Regions from separate parts of the Cricetulus griseus genome. Here region 1 is linked to region 2. Evidence: chromatin contacts called from public Hi-C data. All regions are on one chromosome and are shown on one strand. The core of a region is the stretch at or near the end of the contact, and the rest is flanking DNA. Distances in the headings are between cores, read along the strand shown.

Region 1 (2,700 bases), core at 69-2,568, 90 kb after region 2:
ACCTAAGCATTCCCTCAGGCTCGTTCCTTCTTTCTCCTCCCAGCCTTCCTTCACAGGCCTGCCTTTAGACGGAGGAGCTTATCTCTGCTGCCCTTCCCTTGCTTAGGGCTTTGCTGTTGATTCAAGCAAATGCTTATTCCTTTAGGCCAGCTTTTTTTCATTTTCCTCCCTAGCAAAAATTGTTGACAGCCATTTTGTGACTGGTATATCATGTCCTTGGGGTCCTTTCTGGCCTGAGATGAAGTCAGGTCCTTTGCTAGCATTAGCACCCACTTCAGTGACTGTGGGCGGAAGGTATGGCAACAAGGACCTGCTCTTTAGACTCCAGACCTGGTTCCCAGTACAGGGACAGCTGCAGGGGAGAGGGTAAGAATACAGGAATCTCTGGAATGTAGCTTCTTCCTGGTAGTTCCGATCACAGCAGAACCCTGAGCATCGCCCTCCTGGTGGATAACTAGGTCCTCATGACTCCTTTCACCCATAGAAGTCTCCTTTCTACTCTCCAGTCCCATGGCCTTTGCTTAAATCACCCTCACTCAGCCCGAACTCCTACCCACAGCCTCCAGGGCAGCTTCCAGCCTCTGGCCCCCTCCCTTTATCCAGCCAGGACACATATGGAAGACTACCTTTGTAAACCCAGAATCCTATCCATCCACTCCTGGGGCAACAGCCTCCCATAGTTTCCAAAAGCTCTTTTGATAAAGTTTAGAGGAACCAAGCAACAGGCCTCCTCCCTGTCCTTCCCCCCTCTCTCCCATTCTTTCTCTTCCTGGGAGCCTGAAGCCCGAGCTCTCCCTTTGGCCATTTATAATCTCTAGGGGCTGTTTCTCACTTACTCTCTAGAAGCAGATGACCTTGCTGGGTGCCAGTGTACACTCCCTGGAGCACCCTTGGCAACGCAGGCCTCACCACAGGGTAGGGAACGTGGCTCTATCCCGGGGACAGGGGGGTGTCTGTCTTTCTCTGGCTGACTGGCTTGGGAAAACATGATCTAACAGGAAGGACCCTAGAACCCTGGTTATCAATCAGGCTGTCCCAGGCTAGAAGAGGGCTCAAAGTCCACACCCAGACCCTAGGCTATTGGTTTGGTTTGGTTTTAAACCTTCACAGCTATGGCTTACTTGGCCCTCCACTATGGCATTTCCCCAGCAGGAATTTCACTGTGTGCAAACAGTCCTTCTGGTGGCTATTTTGGTCAGTCTGACTGGGCCAGAAGCCAGTAAGGCAGTTTCTAAGGACAGGCTTTCCCAGTTGCCTAGCCTAGAAGAATTCAGAGCGGGTGAGGAAAAAGCAAGCCATGGCTGGTTTTAAAGAACAAAACGACCTCCAGGGAAACTGGCAAATCAGCCTGGATGAAGGGTGGAGGGAGCAAGCTGGGCTGTGACAGACTCCAGACTGCCCGGACAACTGAACACCCAGCAACCACAACACAGGAAGATGACGTTCACGCCTTTCGTTGCAGAACAACTCTGGGAAGAGGCTGCTAATGCCACAGGCCAAATGGAGAGAACAGAGGTCTTCTCCATCCTCACTGTGACTCCAGCTGAGCCATGACCCTGAGATGTACACACAACTTTATCAAGAAGTTACACTTCCTTTCTGAGCTGTGATTCCTAACCTCTCCTCTCAGACAAAACCCCTCAGTCACCTTGTGCAGACAGTTCCTTAATTCTATGGTTCAACTTAACACTTTTTTTTCACATTTTAATCATATATTATTTGTATATACATGTGTATACACTGGCATATTGCTATACACATGCCATGGCTAACATGTGGAGGTCAGAGGACATCTTGTGGGAGGTGGTTCTCTCTCTCCATCATGTGGGTCCTGGGGATTGAACTCGGGTTGTCAGACTAACCTTGACAAGACAGGCACTGGGCTAACACCTCCAAGCACTGAGCTAACTAACCTGCAGGCCTTCAACTTAACTTCTCAACCTTATATAGTACATGAAAACATACTCATGATTATGTTTCCTACTTTTAGTACAGTATTCAATAAGTTACATAATAGCCAACATTTTATAAAAATGCTTTGTGGTAAACAATTTTGTTCAGCTCTCACCAAACTAAGAGGTCTTTGTTTTTTGAGAGAGGTTATACTGATGTAGTTCAGGATGGCCTCATATACACTAAGGAGCCAAGGATGACCTTGAACCCCTGACCCTTCTGGAGTGCTGTGAATACAGATGTGTATCTCTACACCTAGTTTTCTTTTATTTCCTTCTTTTTTGTTGTTTTCAAGACAGGATGTCTGTGTGTAGCCTTAGCTATCCTGAAACTTGCTCTGTAGACCAGGCTGGCCTCAAACTCAGAGATCCACCTGCCTCTGCCTCCCAAGTGTTGGGATAAAAGCCTGTGCCACCACTGCCCGGCTGCACGCCTGGTTTTCAAACCCAGGGCTTCATTCATGCTAGGCAAGCATTCTTCCAATGGAACTACACCCCTCACTATATTTGGAAGGCTGGGTATATTAAAGTGCATGTTTGACTTCCAATTTACCCAACAAACAGCCTCATACTAAGCCAAGGAGGGTCTGTACTTGCTGTTCCTAATTACTTCCAATAGTCATTCTTAAACTTGGCTCAACCAGGTTGTATTGCCCCATTCATGCTACCAAAATTGCTAATGCTCCCAGACCTCATGTTACCAAATCTAACTGCTAACTCCAACACCTGAGCCCTCATCTTTTGGGAT
Region 2 (2,700 bases), core at 41-2,540:
GCATTGTGATAGCTTTTTGTTCCTTGGGTGGTCGAAGGGTGTGTGAATCATTCATTCCATATGAAACCAATAGCAAGCACCCTGAGATCCTCCTGTTTCAGCCTCAGGAATTCTTGGATGCCAGAGATGTATGGCCACACCCAATTATGACCTCTGAAGGGTTTTTAGTCCCTTCCTTTCTTCGCCCCCTCATTCACTTCCATACGGTTTCATGTACCCTAGGCTGACATAAAATTTTCTATGTAGTGAGGATAACCTTGAACTCCTGATTCTATTTGTCTCTATTTTCAAAGTACTGGGGTTATATGTGTATGCTGCCATAGCAATCTCCAAGTTCCACTGTAAAAAAAGAACAAAAAAAGAGGAAGTACTTATAAAACTACAAATTGGGCCCATGAGATGGCTCAGTGGGTAAAGGTGCTTGCCACTAAGTCTTAAGATCTTAGTTTGAAAGCAGGAAGTAGTGGTGTCTGACTTTAATCCCAGCACTAGGGAGGTAGAGGCAGGTGGATCTCTGAGTCTGAGGCCAGCCTGGTCTACACACAGAGTTCCAGGACAGCCAGGACTACATAGAGAAACCTTGTCTCAAACAAACAAACAAAACCCTGAGTTTCATCTCGAGATCCCATATGGTAGGTTGAGAAAACTGCCTCAAGTTGTGCTCTAACCTACACACAAGTCCATGGCTTTTGTGCCCTATCCATGAATAAATAGTCACAAATCTTCTATTATTTCTTCTTTTTAGTTTTTCAAGATGGGGTTTCTCAGTGTAATAACCCTGGCTGTCCTGGAACTTGCTCTGTAGACTACTCTGGCCTTGAACTCACAGAGATCCGCCTGCCTCAGCCTCCTGAGTGCTAGGATTAAATGCATACACCACCACCACCTGGCTGTTTTTTTTTTTTTTTATACCTTTCCTTTCCTTTCTTTTTCTTTTTCCTTTTAAGACAGGGTCTCTCTCTGTAGCCCTGGCTGTCCTAGAACCCTCCACTCCCAGGCTGGCCTCAAAATTACAGACATTTACCTGCTTCTGCATCTCTAGTGCTGGGATTAAAGGTGGGCACCACTATGCACAGCTCATTTTCCTTTTCCCTCTTTTTTCCAGGGGAAGATTAATCTAGCTGTATTACGGTGGTATATAGAATAATACACTTATGAGGGAGAGAATGGAGATCAGGAATGAGCAAAGGAAGACATGAGAAAATCAAGACTGACTACAAAAACAGGGCAAAGTACGGTGACAGAAGGGACGTTAGGGAGAGAGGGAAAAGGCACTGAGCCCTAAGACTTTGGACTTGAGTGATGGGAAAGAAAGCCAAAGAAACAGTGTTCAGTCAACCTTCCTCTGCTCTGGCTGGAGCCCAGGCTGCCTTAGTTCAGCTGATCACTGCATGAGCTTATCATGGCTTCATATTTCCTGCAGTCCATTATGATAGGAAGTCAATGGTACCTGTCTTCCATCAGTCTGATGCGTGTTTTGAGATGTTGGGAATTGATCACCTTGTATATCTTCCTTTGTCCACCTGCCTCCCCATGACTGATCTTAGAGGTTAAGGGTTCGTCTCCGGGCGAATATAAATAGCCCTTTTGAGGGGTTTAAGGCTGAGCTCCACTGGCCTAACACTTTAACAAATGAGCCAAGAAGAATGTGGCCATCACATAGGTCCTGTCCGCCGGGACCTGGAACTCTAAGATGGTGTGCAGTTTGACTATCAAGTAATGAGGCAAATTTATAAGCAAATACCCTAGGAGCCATTTCTCTCTTGGAGGATATTCCTTCCAAAGAACCTCCCCAGGAGGCTGCACTTGTTCCAAATGCTTCCATGGCTGAAAACATGTGGTCAGGTTCTGGGAGAACTATCTTCCGTTGTGGCACATTTGGTTGGCTCCCTCAGAGGCTCTAGATCTGCATCTTTGGGAAGTGGGATGATTTATTGCTAACATCTTTCAAAAATGAGGTTTCCAGGTTGCTTTTAACAATGGCAGAATGTTGAAATGAAATTATAGCTGGGCACAGTGGTGCCTGTAGGAGGCTGAGGTTGGGTAGGAGTGCCTGAGAAATTCAGGCCAGCCTGAGAAATGGGGCAAGACTTTGTCAAACAGAAAAACACAAACCAGACTCACGGTGTTTCCTTTTCTCTCTCATGCCTTTCCCTCTCTTCCTTCCCCTCTATTCCATACTCTCTCTTCCTCTCCCTCCTCCTCCTCCTCCTCCTTTTTGAGACAGGGTCTCACTGTGTAGCCTTGGCTGTCCTGGAGCTCTCTATGTAGACCAGGCTGGCCTTGAACTTACAGAGATCCACCTGCCTCTGCCTCCTCCTGAACACTGCAATTAAGGCATTCACCACTACACCCAGCTTCTCTCTCTCTCTCTTTTTTTTTTCTTGAGATAAAGTCTCACACTGCAGACCAGGCTAGCCTCAAACTTGTGATGGTCCTCCTCTGTCTCCCAGCAGCTGGCACTACAGGCTCATTGGGATTACAGGTGTGAGTCATCACCACAGCTGGCTATAAATGCTGTGTGAAATGATTCTTTCCAAACAGTTCTCTCAGGAGCCACTGTGCTCTTTAACCATCCTGCAGGGTTAGATGAAGACAGGGAAAACATGCCCATCACATGTATGGTTGACACAGAACTGGGAGAGTTAGCACACCTGATGAGAGGCTGAGGACTAGGGAGGAGCTCAGTAGGATGGGGAT

Evidence for each region. Hi-C and Micro-C count contacts between places; a contact is called where the count stands out from the background.
Region 1: a contact with region 2 is called in a Hi-C map of the CHK-Q cell line, with 4 times the contacts expected there. The contact joins two enhancer-like sites. A contact is called at or near these places in 3 of 8 Hi-C or Micro-C datasets (the CHK-Q cell line and the CHO-K1 cell line).

The regions. Positions count from the first base shown.
Region 1 is chr7:110,120,878-110,123,577 of CriGri-PICRH-1.0, forward strand. The region is part of intron 1 of Sp2 (transcription factor Sp2); the gene reads right to left. All of the region lies in intron 5 of LOC103160422 (a long non-coding RNA gene), which reads left to right. Among named protein-coding and RNA genes, the nearest start is that of Sp2, 7.9 kb to the right of the region's middle. Within about 2 kb of position 1,319, at least 3 of the 6 cell types and tissues checked have open chromatin away from gene starts, as enhancers often do.
Region 2 is chr7:110,030,876-110,033,575 of CriGri-PICRH-1.0, forward strand. No RefSeq gene overlaps it. Among named protein-coding and RNA genes, the nearest start is that of Copz2, 29 kb to the left of the region's middle. Within about 2 kb of position 1,291, at least 1 of the 6 cell types and tissues checked has open chromatin away from gene starts, as enhancers often do.